Regions from separate parts of the Ovis aries genome. Here region 1 is linked to region 2. The links are chromatin contacts, called in public Hi-C maps. All regions are on one chromosome and are shown on one strand. The core of a region is the stretch at or near the end of the contact, and the rest is flanking DNA. Distances in the headings are between cores, read along the strand shown. Region 1 overlaps LOC105608012 (a long non-coding RNA gene). Region 2 holds the start of KPNA3 (karyopherin subunit alpha 3).

The links. A called contact is a pair of places that touch in the nucleus more often than the background predicts.
Region 1: a contact with region 2 is called in a Hi-C map of liver, with 2.9 times the contacts expected there. The contact joins the enhancer-like site here to the promoter of KPNA3 in region 2. A contact is called at or near these places in 2 of 16 Hi-C or Micro-C datasets (blood and liver).

The regions. Positions count from the first base shown.
Region 1 is chr10:19,896,397-19,903,779 of ARS-UI_Ramb_v3.0, forward strand. It overlaps LOC105608012 (a long non-coding RNA gene), which reads left to right. Exons shown (of 6, transcript XR_009595198.1): 6 at 1-2,881. Among named protein-coding and RNA genes, the nearest start is that of TRNAR-UCU, 71 kb to the right of the region's middle. Within about 2 kb of position 3,900, at least 51 of the 54 cell types and tissues checked have an H3K27ac peak or open chromatin away from gene starts, as enhancers often do. A contact at or near this core is called in liver, where this site is marked.
Region 2 is chr10:19,667,331-19,674,264 of ARS-UI_Ramb_v3.0, forward strand. It overlaps KPNA3 (karyopherin subunit alpha 3), which reads right to left and starts at 2,289. Exons shown (of 17, transcript XM_015098074.3): 1 at 2,189-2,289. The coding sequence starts at 2,257. It overlaps LOC132657287 (craniofacial development protein 2-like), which reads right to left and starts at 1,647. Exons shown (of 2, transcript XM_060394361.1): 1 at 1-1,647.

The DNA.
Region 1 (7,383 bases), core at 2,650-5,149, 230 kb after region 2:
TAAGAAAAGACTATTTTATCTTGATTGAATACAGAAAGGTATTTTCAGTTCCTTAGAGAACTCTTAAGCTCCTTTACCAACCAAATAACAGTATGTCATGCAGTTCAGGCAGTAGGCATTGTAAAAGTGAAAGAAGAGCTATTCAAATTTTGTATGGTAATAATCAAGTTTTATATCAATTCAAGGAAACATGCAGATTCTTATACCTAAAATCTCAACCATCACTTTAGAATTATACTGAGTTTTATGAATCAACAAGCCCAAGTAAAAAAGATCCTGATATCTAAAAATGTATAACCCTTTTTAAGAACTGTCATTCTGTCTTAATTATATAACATGAATTTATTATAAAATTACTTAATGGAATAATCTCCATGGCATTTTGCTTTTAAACTTGGAGAAGTCACTGATGGTCTTGCAATGAGCTAGTAATATCCAAAGTCAGGGACAGTTTAAGGAGGCAGTGGAAAACTTTTAGGACCTGATCATGTCTTTGAAAAGTGCAGCCACTGGGAGTGTCCTACCTAGCTTTGGAGAGACAGGAGTCTGTATATGGAGGCCTGACCTGGAGGGGAGGGAATGGTCATGGAGGAGAAAAAGGGGAGAAGATTATGAGATTGCCCACTCAGACTGGCTCTCAATTAGCTTTGCTGTAATGATGAAATACTTGGATTTTTATATTCACTTCTAATATCAAAAAAGGATATTTGTTATGTTTAAACAGTTTTTATATACAACGTATTGTTTAAATCTGTTTATCTGAAGTTAAAATGTGTGGTGATTTTAAACACATGGCAAATTCTTTGACGCTCTTCCCAGTAAAAGGCAGAGTCTGATTCTCCTTCTAGAATCTGTATGGCTTAAGTGATACGCCTCAGAGGAACAGAATGTGATGGATAGGATTTCTAGGATTAGGTTCTACAGCTTCACTTGGCTCTCAGTCTTGGGACCCTTGGAACCCAGAACCATGCTGTGAGGAAGCCCAGACCACAAGGAGTGGCCATGTGCAGGTGTTCAGGCTGAAAACCCTAGCTAAGATCCTAGCCATCTGTGAGCAGGGATTGCTAGATGGGAAAGTGAACCGCCTTCAGATGATGCAAGGCTTTAGCCTATGAGCTGCCCCAGCTGACTCCCTGTGGGCAAGAAACAAGCATCTTGCAGAGCCCTACCCATAACTGCATATTCCTGAGCAAGTGTTGGTTTTAAACCATTACGTCCTGAGGGTGGTTTGTTTTGTATCTGAGTTTCTGCTTCCATTAAATCTCTAGCTCAGGTTAGCTGTGACAACTGGGAAACCTTTTCCCCTCACTTTTTGTTGTTTCCCTAGCCAGACTGAGATCTTAAGCACTTCTGGGTACTAACTGTGTATGATTAAGTGTGGTTTTGAAGGGCCATGAGAAACAAATACCACCCTTATGGGAATTCATTCTAGCTCATGTCCCTTTCCTTGAAGGTCTGGTGGTTGAGCAGGGCAAAAACAAAGCTTGATTCCATCTGTCTCTCCTTTTCTTCTTCTCTAGCTATCCACAGTTTTTAAAAAGAGAGGAAAGCAAGATTTTATCCTCTCCTGCCCTTGTCTCCCTTCTGAATTCAAATCTTTGGGAAGGTGCTTTCTTTTTCACTGGAAGGGTACACAGCCTTTTCAGTGGATTTTCAGCCACAGCTTAGCTTTTCATTCCTTTTCAAGGAAGCAAAACAGAGTTCCTCCTCCTGAACCAGAGGCCCATTTCTCCTCCCAGTCCACAGCCCAGACCAGAATGGGGATCCCTTGATCTGGCCCGTCAGTCACTTTCCCATTCTACCAGCTGTTTCAAATTAGCTTTCTTGAACCCCTCTCCTATCCCCACTGCCACTAGGTATACAGCAGTGGTCCTAGTTGATTCTTAGATCACAGGCTATTTTATTTTCCATCTTCCTGTCTCCAGGACCCCACCTGGTGTAATCTTTTCAAGGACCTGTATTCTTTTCATAACTGACCATGCATTTCCATTAAAAAAATGAAATCCTTTTATGGTTTTCCCTTTTCTGTAGGTTTAAATCCTGAGGCCCAATAATCATTTACACACAGAACAAACACTTGAGATTGTATGCTGAATTGTAGTAGAGGTTACTCTGGAGAGAGACCAGATTGCTTTCCCTAGGTTCTCAAAAGGGTATTTGTGCCCCCAAAAGCTAAACACTTGTAGGTCTCAAGCTACATTCCAAACTCCCCAGCGTGGACTACAAAGTCTGCCTGACCTGGCCTTTCATCCAGCCTCCCTTCTCCCCCTTTTCACAGCCCACCCATTCTTACTTGGCTGTAGTTGTTCACTACAGGCTTTGTACCTGCTACTTTGCTTGTTCAGCTTGGGAAAACTCTTTCCTTAGCTGGTCTAACTTCTGCCCATCCAGGAAACCGTCTTCTTTTAAGAAGCACCTCAGGTCAGCTACCTACAGGAAGCTATTCAGGCTAAGCAAGCTGGGTGTGAATTCCTGCCTCCCTGAAGCCAGGCTAGCAACTGCTCTTTCTCTTAGCGTCTGCCTCTTGGATTTCCAAACTAGGGTGGAGGTGGGAAAAAAATAAAACAGTGAAGTAAAACCTGTAAAACAAGCAGTGACTAATAAATTGTTTGTGCAGCACTTACACTGAACAATCATCCCAGGCTGTAGTATACACTTTTGTAGTGCTTTCTTAGGAGGGAGAGATTGGGTTGCAAACGTGTAATTTATATTTGCCCCAGAGTTTTGACGATAAATACAACAGACACCTTCCTGTTAAGACAATTTCCTACAGGAATTTTCCGCACCATCCCATTTTCCTTTATCTTATGCCCAGCCACCAAATGGTGTTATGTATTTAACAAATACTGAAATTAATAAATATAGTTCTGATATCCTGCTATCTACTAGGATTGCTGGGTCATTTATCTGAATTGTTTCTCCTTGGCTCACGCAACATCACCGCCCCCAAAAGGTCTAACACATCGTGAAGTGTCCTTAAAATTCTCCACCTACCCAGGAAGACGCTCCTACTTTTTGAGATACACTGTGTACTTGTGAGGTCTGCTTTCTCTCACAGCACAGGCTTTTTAAAGTCAACCCTTGACTCGTTCAGAAAAAGTTAAGGCTTAATTGCTGTCTTGAAACAGAGCTCTTTTCCCTCCTAGGGCGGACGGATCTGAGAGAAGTGTATTTCCCTGCTACTAACGAATCAACTTATAAATAGCGCTTACCGCGCTGAGTCACCAAAACCCGGAGTTTCCCCAAATAGCTTTATAACGACTGCTGGAATCGAGTGCTCCGGAACGGTGACAAACGCCTGTCACACACCCGCGAGGCTGGACGCTAGGCTTGCGCCGCCGAGCGGGGTCTCCAAACACCCGGCTTTCGGAGAACGCGGGCACGGCAGCCTATGTCCCAGCCTGGAGTTGAGAGTCGGACCTCAGGAGCGCGCTGGGCGCTCTCGGGACGCGGCCAAGACTTGGCCTTGACCGTCCGGGGCCGTCCCCGCCCCCTCCGGAGCTGGGAGCCGCAGGGGGCCGGCACCAGCTTCCGCGCGGAGCCGCCCGCCCGCTCACACAATGGGGCGCGTCGGGGGAGGGCGGCCTCAGCCACCGCTCTGGGCCCGGGCTCCGGGCAGCTGGGGATGAAGCCAGGAGCTGGGGCAGCAACGAAAACCCCCTCCACCCGTCTCCTGCCCGCCCACTCCCACACTTCGAAATGGCTGCAGCCGCCGCTTAGGGGGCTGGGTGGGGGGGGAACGGAAGTGCCACCCCCTGCAGTCAGGGGACGGTGACGTCATCCCTACTGTCAGCCTGTAGCGGGGGCGTCTGCCCGTCACGTGACCCCCGCTCCTAGCCGAACCCCGCGCGCGCTCGCGCGCGCTCCCTCCCCCACCAGCTTCTCCCCAGCTCTCGCCCTCCCCGCTCCAGCGCGGCTGTCAACAGCGCCAGCTCCGCCCCCTCCCCCGCGCCCAGTGTAACCGCCACGGCGGCGCGGCGAGCGCTCGCGCTTGGGTCCGGGCGCCCCGGAGGAAAGCGTTGCCTTCTGTCCTCACCTCGCCCCCCTCCCCTCAGTCGCCGGCGCGGCGGGTCGCGTGGGCACCGGAGCCAGGAGTGTGCGGTGGCGTGCGGCGACAGCGCTTCTCCACTCAGCCCTCCCACAGCAGCTGCGCGGGACGAGGTGGGGACGCTAGGTCCGAGCTCCGAGCTCCGAGGGGGCGAGCTGGGCTCAGCAGCCCCCTGGTCCTGGCGCGTCTTCCCTGGGGGTTCGGTATCCCAAGCAGGAGCTGCAGCAGGGAGCCCGCCGTCGACCGCTCGCTCGCCCGCCCGCGCCCCCGCGGCGCTCCCGCCTCCACTCTCCTCGCCGCCTGGGCGGCGCAAGCTAGTCCTGGCTTCGTCTCTGGCCGCGGCGCGGCCACCGGCTGTACGACGAGGGGGGCCAGGCGCTGACCGTCTCCGGAGCCCCTCGGCCACCCCGCCGTGCACTGCTAGGCTTCCAGATTGGGTGGCTGTCACTGCTGCGCCTCGCTCTAATTTTTTCCCCCTTTATTCCCTTCTAAAAGTAGAGGCTTGGGGGAGGGAAGAGAAAACCCAGTGTAGAAAGGGGGCGGTGCGGACTGACCTGTCAACGGTGGAGGAGGAAGACCCCCCGATCCGGGCGAGCTCTCGAGCCCGCGCAGGGACCGGAGCCCTGGGTTCGCGCGGAGAGGCGCGGCGGCGGCGGCGGCAATGCCTCAGCCAGGTGTCCCCCCTCGGCGGGGCCCGCGCTGCCGCGCCCGCCCCCTCCCCCGGGCGCCGCGCTCCCCGCCCCATCGCCAGGGAACAGGGAACCCCCCAGCTCGATTTTTTTGTGCAGTTTCAGCAAAGCTCCGAGGAAGTTGGTCCTTTTGTTCCACTATTTATAGATTGCGTCAACATTGCGAAAAGGAGAAGGCGGAGCGGTGGCCCCTCCCCCCTCCCCTCCTCCAGCCGGCTCCTGGGAGAGAAAAGCCCCAGCACACGACCTAAGTACACAGCGCGCCAGCCGCCCGCCCGCCCCCGGCCTCCCGATCGCCGCCTCCCCCTCCTCCCTGCCCGGGCCAGAGCGCTGCCAACCCCGTCACGTGCCCGCCCGGGAAAACCAGCTCCCCGGGGCTCCGCGCCGCCCCCCAGGCTCCGTGGCGGCGGCCGCCTCGCTCAGCTGTGCGCCTGGCTCCTGGGCTCCAGCCAGTGACCCAGGCGTCGCGCACAGCGTGGGCACCCGCACCCTAGTCACCCGGGGTCCGCGACTCTCGAGAGTGCTCGCCAGCCATCGGCGCTTCCGCCCTCCTCAAACCTCCCCGCCACCACCACCCCGCCCGATCTCTGGAGCGCCACCGCCCTGGTCGCCGAGTGTGCGCGCGTTCGGGCCTCGCTGCAAGCTGGGGGCCTGACTGGGCCCTCGCGCGGCCGCTTCCCCAGACGAGGGGATGCCAGTCCCCCTTTCCCTTTTTCTCCCCCGCACGATCGGCTGCGGGCGGGGGACCGAGGGACGCCGGGGTGGCTGGCGGCCGCCCGAAGGCTGGCGGGCGGAGCGCGGGAAGTACGGTGCGGCCGTTCCGAGACGCGCGGAGACGCCCTGCCTCCTCCGCAGGTGCAGCGGGGCGTCGCGCGAGCTCAACTTACTGCCTCCCGGACTTCTGCGGACCGAGGAGTTTTGCAGACCTGAGCCGCCGTGGGGGTACTGGAGTTTCTGAGGAGTTACTGGAAGCTAGATCTGTGACAAAAAACATTTGAACTTTCTTCTCAAACCTGATGACGAAGTGATAGGCCCCGGCATACTCCCCGAAATGAAACTGAGCTCCCTTGCTGGCCTAAAGCTTCTGTTCCTGAGCTCGATGTAAACAAGGAGGGCGGTCAATACTAGAGGAAGGCCTTATTAAAAAAAAAAAAATAAAACAAGTGCAAGTAGCTGGTTTGAGTGTAATTTACCTTCGCAGCTTCCGGTCATTTCCCTTAGTGATTTATTTAGATCTTAGTTTAACTTTCCAGAGTCGGAATAAAAATAATTTAGCCCTTCAGATCACGGGTGGAGAAAAGTTCGAACTGAGCTGGGACGAGTGCAGGAAACGCGTCGGACCTTTCCGGGCAGTTGGACACTGTGGTAAACAGTCTGCAAGAGTTATTTTCTAAGGAGTTTGGAGAGACTGTTCCCTCGCACTCACCCTCGTTCGGGCTCAAGTGCAGGCCGCCGGGGGAGGAGGGCGGGACTCTGCCCCGGCCCTTGCCCGGGAGCGGAGCTTCCGGGCCCTGCGTTGGGCGCGTGCAAACCTAGGAGAGCTTTCGCACGGGCCACTCGGGGCAGCAACAAGTTTACCTCTATTTGAGAAACCTTTCCAAGTTTGGCTTTTTTTTTTTTTTTCCTTTAAGGGGGAGACCTTAGTCCATGAGTTCATCAGTTTAGGATACATGTGCTTTGCTCACCATTAAGAGAGAGGCGAGATAAAGTGAAGCGAGCCTGTGCAGTGGTTGCTGGGTTTTTCCAAAGCGCAGAGCTGAGTGGACGAGCAGCAAATGGGACTGGGCGTTGGTGCCCCCTCACACCTGATGGTACTCAGAGCTTGGGGTGGGAGCCGGATCCCGGATCTCGAAACTTCTCTCTCGGTTTCCTTCCAACTTAGTGAAAGGCTCCGGCCGCCCCTCTTCCGGCCTTTCTACCCTGCCTATTCGTCTGTATCTGCAAGACACAGTCCTCCTAAGCAGGCGAATTCGTTTCCGCGCCAACTTTGTTGCTTCAGTATCTACAAATCACGTTTCTTTACACGAAGAAAACAAGCCAGGCCTGCGGGCCCTTTTCGCCCATGCAAGGGACAGGGGTCCCAGGCCTCAGCCTGAGCCTCCCCCTCTCCCCGCCCAGCCTGGGACGGAACCGCGGTGTCCCCATCACTTTTGTCAGGACACGCGTTTTCCACCCCCATTTTGTTCTTCCGCGGTCGTCTCAGCTGCGGAGAGAAGGGAGCGAAAGCAAAACGAAAGCACCCGGGGCGCATCAGTCGCGGCGGCTTCCCTGAGCACGGCCGTGGGAGGTCAAGATCTGGGGTTGGGAGGCAAGAGTGGGCGTGGGGGCTGCGTGGAAACCGGGTGGCGGGTGGTCCCCGCAGGGCCCCCGGGAGCTGCCCGGAGCTCCATCGCTCCTCCTCCCCATGGGAAAGGCGTCCGCGTGTGAGAATATACCAGCCCCGAAGGGAAAGTTTGGCCTGGGTCTTGAGTTGAAACTCGAGACTGATTGGGACCGTGCGGAGGGGACCCAGAGGCCCAGGAGTGTGGCGCGGGGGCGAGCGTTGGCCCCCGGCGACTGATCCGGGGGAGAGGCCGGGGCGGGCGAGGGCGCGCGGAGGCCGCCGGGGACCGGAGGCTCACGGAATTGTCGCTCCACTCAGATTGG
Region 2 (6,934 bases), core at 1,039-3,538:
TCACTGCACTGTAGTGATCAGTTTACTTTCCTACACTCCTACTGAACTATAAAAGTAAACTCCTCCAGGTACAGACTGAGCAACCTTATATACCCAACAGACAATGAGTGAATGCTCACACCCACTCCATGACCTTGTGCAGCCTGTACAAGCAGTCCTGAGCTTCTCATCTTAAGTACTTTCCTTCTGTAAAGTGGGGATAATGCTACACCTTGCTCACAAAGTTGTCCTAAGAACTAAAAGCGGTTATCAATGAAGCTCTTAGTAAAGTGCCTGCCATGTGGAACTACCATTTCAATGTCTGCTACTTCATGCCTTAGATTCCTTCCTGTATCCTGGGAATCGTAATGCTGTGATCAATACTTTCAGGCTGGAAGGCTTAGTTAGCAACCAGTCATCTTTTTCATGCATCTAGAAGTTACTGGTTACCGTCTGATCATCAGCAGGCATTTACGTGTGCCTATTATGTGCAGGAGTCCTTTCTAGGTTATCACTGAGTTCCCAGAACACAACAGAGGCAAAAAAAAAAAAAAAAAAAAAAAGACAAAAACCTGTACCAACACCCAGAAGCAGAAAGATTGTTAATTACTTCGATACAAACAATACCAGAATGTTTCAAACTACATTAAGCTTTGCTTTATAACTGGTGTAAGCTTCAAGAACAAATACTGATGGGAAAAGTTCAAAATTAACTTCTATCATCAAGTGGACCAAAAATCAGAGGCAGTCCGCAAATTTCTTGTTGCTATTCCTAAGTTTCACTTTTACTTAAAAGTATTTCTCATAAAAGAAGCTTAACCATGACCACGACAGACATAGATGACCTTAATTTGTCTCAGTCAAATGGGAATTCCACGTATTTCCTAATTAGTATTTAATTTGGCAGCTCCGAAAAATAGCCTGAGTTTTCTGTTTTTCTAGAAAACAGAACGTTGAATGGCATATCCCCACCACCACCACCTTCTCTCTTTAAGACAGGACAAAATGCACACTTTCTTAAGTCACACTGGCCTCTGAGCAAGAATAACAAAACTGCAAATTATGTCACCTGGTATTAGAAAAGGAGGCTGTGGACCTGAAACACCTTCCCCCTAGCAAATCCAGAGGTCAGAGTCCCAGGGAAGTTTCTGCACCACACTACACGGCGTTCAGTAGCTGCAGAGAGACCTCTAGCGCTGCCTGCAGAAGCCGAGTTTGCAAACAGTACCTGCTAATGTCACCTTAATGAGACAATGGCAACATGCTGAGTAGCAACGAACTGAGTGACCGCGATGAATGTTTACAGTTTTGCAACCACTTGGACATTCTACCAGCTTACAGCAAGAGGCCCTCCAAGCCTCTTTATTTCAGTACAACGTGTCAAAGGAATGATCCTTCTATGCACACCCCCTCCGCTACAAGAAAAGGCTAAGAAAACAGGTCCTGGGAGCGGAGGTCGGAACAACGTCTCTTCCAAAGCCCTCCACACAATAGACGGGAAACTATTGTCCACCTTCGGCTTGCTCCAAATGCCAGCGGTTAACGAGAGTACAAGCTGGGAGAAGCTCAGCACGACTGCTCCGGGGAACCGCACCGGGTTATAAGAAAATGGTCCTGGCGCATCCTACCCTCCCCCATCCGCCACCCTCAAACAAGTCGGTTACCCAGCTGGTCCCCACCCCCCTCTGCGGGCCGCCACCGCCCGCCTGGGCCCGGCTCGCCGAAGGTAGGCGCGGGGACCGGCGGAGCCGAGGCTCCATGTGCGGCAGCGCGGGAGGCGCTGAGGGGGCCGTGCCGGGCGGGAGGCTGCACCGCGAGCCGGGCGAGAGCCGCGCCGCCCCCTCAGCGTGGCGGTCGAAAGACCGCGGCCGCAGCATCCCCGGCGCGCGAGGCCCCGGCCCGCGGACCCCGCCTCAGCTCCACACCTCTTCCTCGCCGACAGCAGGCCGCGCCCGCGTGACGGGGCCGAAAACCCCGGCATTTCCCGGTCTCCGCACCGGGCAGCCGCCGCTGGCGGCTGCAGCCCGGACCGCCACCCGCCTCCCGCCGCCCGGCCGCAGGGACGGGAGGCGGCGGCCAACTCCGACCCATCGCGGGCCGGCGAGAACCAGCCCGGTCGCGCCGGCCCCCCGCCCCTCCTCGCCGCCTCAGGGCCGGCGCGACCGGGAGGGCGAGCCGGTTGGGCCCCCCGCCGCGGAAGCACACTCACCTCCACATCTCGGCCCTTATTCTTGAAGCTCTTGATGCGGTGGTTCTCCAAGCCGGGGTTCTCGGCCATGGCTGCGCGCGGCTCTGGCGGCGGCTACTCCTGCGGCTGCGGCGGCGGCGGCGGCGAGTCTTGGCGAGGGAGGGGTAGGTGGGGGAGGGCGGGAGAGGGGAAGGGCGGGGGAGGGGGAGAGGCGAGCACGTTCCGTGACGCCTCCGAGCGCGAGGTGGCAGCAGCGCCGGGGGAAGCTCGGGCCGATGGACGCGAGGGGCGGGGCGGGGCGGGAACAGCGCTGAAGAGAGCCGCGGGCGCCGGAGGGGGCTGGAGTCACGTGACGGCCTCCGGCCTGGATGCTCAGCCGGCTGGACGCGCCTGACGGTTCTCGGAGTGACCCCCACCCCCCGACTCTCTCACCCTCCAGAGAGCCCTTCCTACAACCCTTCGGAGCTTCCAGTCCTGTGCCAGGAATGGAGCCAGACTTGGCGGCTTTTTACTGCCCGTTCAGACCCGGGGCTGCGGCCGGAAACTACAGTTCCCAGCATGCCATTCTTCGGCGGGGGTAATTTTCTCAGCCTGCAAAGCACCCAGAGAATGCCGGGAACCCTAAGCGCGCGGCTTTCTGCGCGGGGCGCTCGGAGAGCCTGGGCGCGGGGCTCCGCCCCCAAGACCGCCTCTGGGCGGGACTGTGGGAGGAGCTTCCCAGGAGACGGCTCTTGCGCCTATTGGGAGGGAGGGGGGCGGGACTTCGAAGGAGGCTTCCAAGAAAATTAGAAACGGATCCATGGTTCCTGCTTTGCTCCTTTGCTTGTTTGGCCGGGGTCACCTAAGACAGCACCCACCTTCACTTGCTGTTCCCTTGCTCTGCTTTGGTTTTATAATTAGCATTTATCTCCACGTTACACATACATATGTATGTTATATGTGTGTTTATGTGTGTGTGTTACCTGGTTTGCCGCATTGGAATTAGCGCAGTAAAAGTAGCGACAGTGGTGGGTCTATTGCTGAAGCCCTTTGTTAATACAGTGCCTGGCACGTCATGAATAACCAATAAATACTTGAACTGATTAGCGCTCTAGCGTCTGTTTTTTCACCATCGTCCCAGGCTCCGTTCTGCAACCTCCACCCTGGCAGTTCCTGTATTCATGTATCCCTAATACCTCATAACTTTCCTTCCAAGGAGTCGTCTTTTAATTTCATGGCTGCAATCACCATCTGCAGTGATTTTGGAGCCCCCCAAAATAAAGTCTGACACTGTTTCCACTGTTTCCCATCTATTTCCCATGAGTGATGGGACCAGATGCCATGATCTTCGTTTTCTGAATGTTGAGCTTTAAGCCAACTTTTTCACTCTCCTCTTTCACTTTCATCAAGAGGCTTTTAGTTCCTCTTCACTTTCTGCCATAAGGGTGGTGTCATCTGCATATCTGAGGTTATTGATATTTCTCCTGGCAATCTTGATTCCAGCTTGTGCTTCTTCCAGCCCAGCGTTTCTCATGATGTACTCTGCATAGAAGTTAAATAAGCAGGGTGACAATATACAGCCTTGACATACTCCTTTTCCTATCTGGAACCAGTCTGTTGTTCCATGTCCAGTTCTAACTGTTGCTTCCTGACCTGCATAGAGGTTTCTCAAGAGGCAGGTCAGGTGGTCTGTATTCCCATCTCTTTCAGAATTTTCCACAGTTTATTGTGATCCACACAGTCAAAGGCTTTGGCATAGTCAATAAAGCAGAAATAGATATTTTTCTGGAAGGAATGATGCTAAAGCTGAAACTCCAATAGTTTAGCCACCACATGCGAAGAGTTGACTCATTGGAAAAGACCCTGATGCTGGGAGGGATTGGGGGCAGGAGGAGAAGGGGACCACAGAGGATGAGATGGCTGGATGGCATCACCGACTCAATGGACGTGAGTTTGAGTGAACTCTGGGAGTTAGTGACGCACAGGGAGGCCTGGCGTGCTGCAATTTATGGGGTCGCAAAGAGTCGGACACGACTGAGCGACTGAACTGAATACCTCTGTTTCACCACCATACATAATATCAGCGTTCAAGAAGTAGTCAAACCTTGATCCGCAGACTCTCTAGTCTAGCATCTCCCTTTAGGGTCATTGTAGGAATTGATTAAGGGAAATTTGAATCCGTAATACTAATAGTTGCTTTCTGGAGCAGGTGCGTTTCTTTGAATGTATGTGAAATAATTTATTTTCAGAACCTCTGGCAGATACAAGCGACATTTGACACTGAGGTCATTCAAAGGTTGGGAGAAATATAACCATGCAAAGACTGAAGAAGATACTCTTTCAAAATAAAGGAGACATAGAGAACTTGAGGTTCAGAGGTCGTGAATTCAGAGGCCTTTGTTGGCCTGGCTATGTCTGGGCCATTTTTGTAAGTGGTGGATATTGGCCTGTTGATAAACACAAGCTTATTTAAAGGCTTCAGACCATTGTTGCCATATTGGACTGTGGGTCAGGCTTGCCAAAGGCCCAACTTTTCAAGGGAAACCGAAAAGCTGGGTTCTTTTTTTCTTCTTTTTAAAATGTCGATTCATGTTTTTTAATGCACTTTAGGGAATAAGTCACTCAAAAACTCCAGGCCCTGACATTGTGGGCCAAATGGTCCAAACACGCATTTGATGGGGAGAAAAAAAAAAAAACACCAAAAGCTTAGAATGAATACATAGATTACTTCTACTCTAGTTCTTAAGGTAATAGATGTTGCATGCTTGCCACTCCTCTGATTGACTGAAGGGAAACTTGCACACTGTTGTTCAAGCTCTATTACAGTTTAGCAAAAACTTTTCCAATTACTTTGCCCATTTCTGCCTCTTCTCTTCACCCTACTTGCCATCACCAACCATGTAAGTCATGATTTTAGAGTTTATGCATATTTAGTGAGCACTTACCATATGTTAGTCATTGCACTGACACTGGGATATATTTGTAAATAAGACAGCCTGGTATCCTGCCTTCACATAACTTCAGATCTATCAGAGTTGACAGACAATAAAAAAAAAGTTATCCCCCAAATGTGTGATGGGTGTCAAGGCTCACAGCAGGAAGACCCTTATAACCTGCTGATTCCTAATACACAAGGACAAGATCCAAAACAGGAGTCTACATATCACATGTCTACAATCTTAAAGTTTAAAATCCAGCTTCCAAGCTTAAAATATATTCTAAACTTTGACAAATGTGCTTCCACTACAACCTGGAAGTCTGAGTCTGAATTTAAATTTCCTGCCTTTTTGGACTTCTGCTTCAGAATGCGGCTGTGTAAAGAAGCATGGTAGCCAGACCCTCACCCACATTTTGTTTCCCTTCTCTTCCCTGTCCTGGCCCCACCCCATACTGGAACAGACCTTGAGAACAAGTATACATAGCCCTATTCACAACGTTCAAGTTCTGCCACTCACCTACAAAGCTTTATTCACATCTCCCTACCTGACTCAAGAGATGCCTCTCGGCCATTGCTCAGGCCTAAATGTGCAAAGCTGCAGCATCACATTCCCCCAGGAGAACAGACCCAGAAAAGAAGCCTAGGAAGATCCTAGAAGCAGGATTGGCCATTTAAACAGAGAATCACCAGTCCCTGGTAGTCAGAGCTGGGTTGAGAGGCACAGGTTCCAATGAGCATGACCAGTTGGCCCCATGGGCTTTCAATGGAGAGTAGTGCAGCAGAAGGGAGCAAAGGTCACGACCTCTAAAGAAGCAGGGTCCAGAGCAGGGTCCCTTCTTGGCCAGATCTTAGTCGATTGTATGCTTTGCCATTATTTCTAGTGATTTCAATATCCACATACCTGGTACCTTAGCCCCAGAATCTCTCTGCATTCTTACTTGGACCAGGTTTCTGTCACTTGAAGCCCCCACCAGGCCTTGAAGTCCTTCAGCTCAGTTCAATTCAGTTGCTCAGTCATGTCTAACTCTTTGAGACCCCATGGACTGCAGCACACCAAGCTTCCCTGTCCATCACCAATTCCTGGAGCTTACTCAAACTCCTGTCCATCAAGTCGGTGATGCCATCCAACCATCTCATCCTCTGTCCTTCTCCTCCCACCTTCAATCTTTCCCAGCATCAGGGTCTTTTCAAATGAGTCAGTTCTTTGCATCAGGTGGCCAAAGTATTGGAGTTTTATCTTCAACATCAGACCTTCCAGTGAACATCCAGGACTGATCTCCTTTAGGATGGACTGGTTGGATCTCCTTGCAGTCCAAGGGACTCTCAAGAGTCCTCTCCAACACCACAGTTCAAAAGCATCAATTCTTCAGCACTCAGCTTTCTTTATGGTCCAACTCTCACATCCACACATGACTACTGGAACAACCATAGCTTTGACTAGACGGACCTTTGTTGGCAATGTCTTTGCTTTCTAATATGCTGTCTAGGTTGGTCATAGCTTTTCTTCCAAGGAGCAAGCATTTTTAAATTTCATGGCTGCAGTCACCAACTGCCGTGATTTTGGGGCCCAAGAAAATAAAGTCTATCACTGTTTCCATTGTTTCCCCATCTGTTTGCCATGGGACTGGATGCATCAATCTTAGTTTTTTTAATGTTGAGTTTTAAGCCAACTTTTTCACTCTCCTCTTTCACTTTCGTCAAGAGGTCCTTTCATTGAAGTCCTTACTCTCTGGGAAATGACTGTCACCAGTGACTCAAATTTGGGGCATCTCTCTGTCAGCCACCACCTCCTCTTTTCCCTCATTCTATTCTTCCTCTTTGTCCTAAAACTTCTGACAATTTTTTTTCTT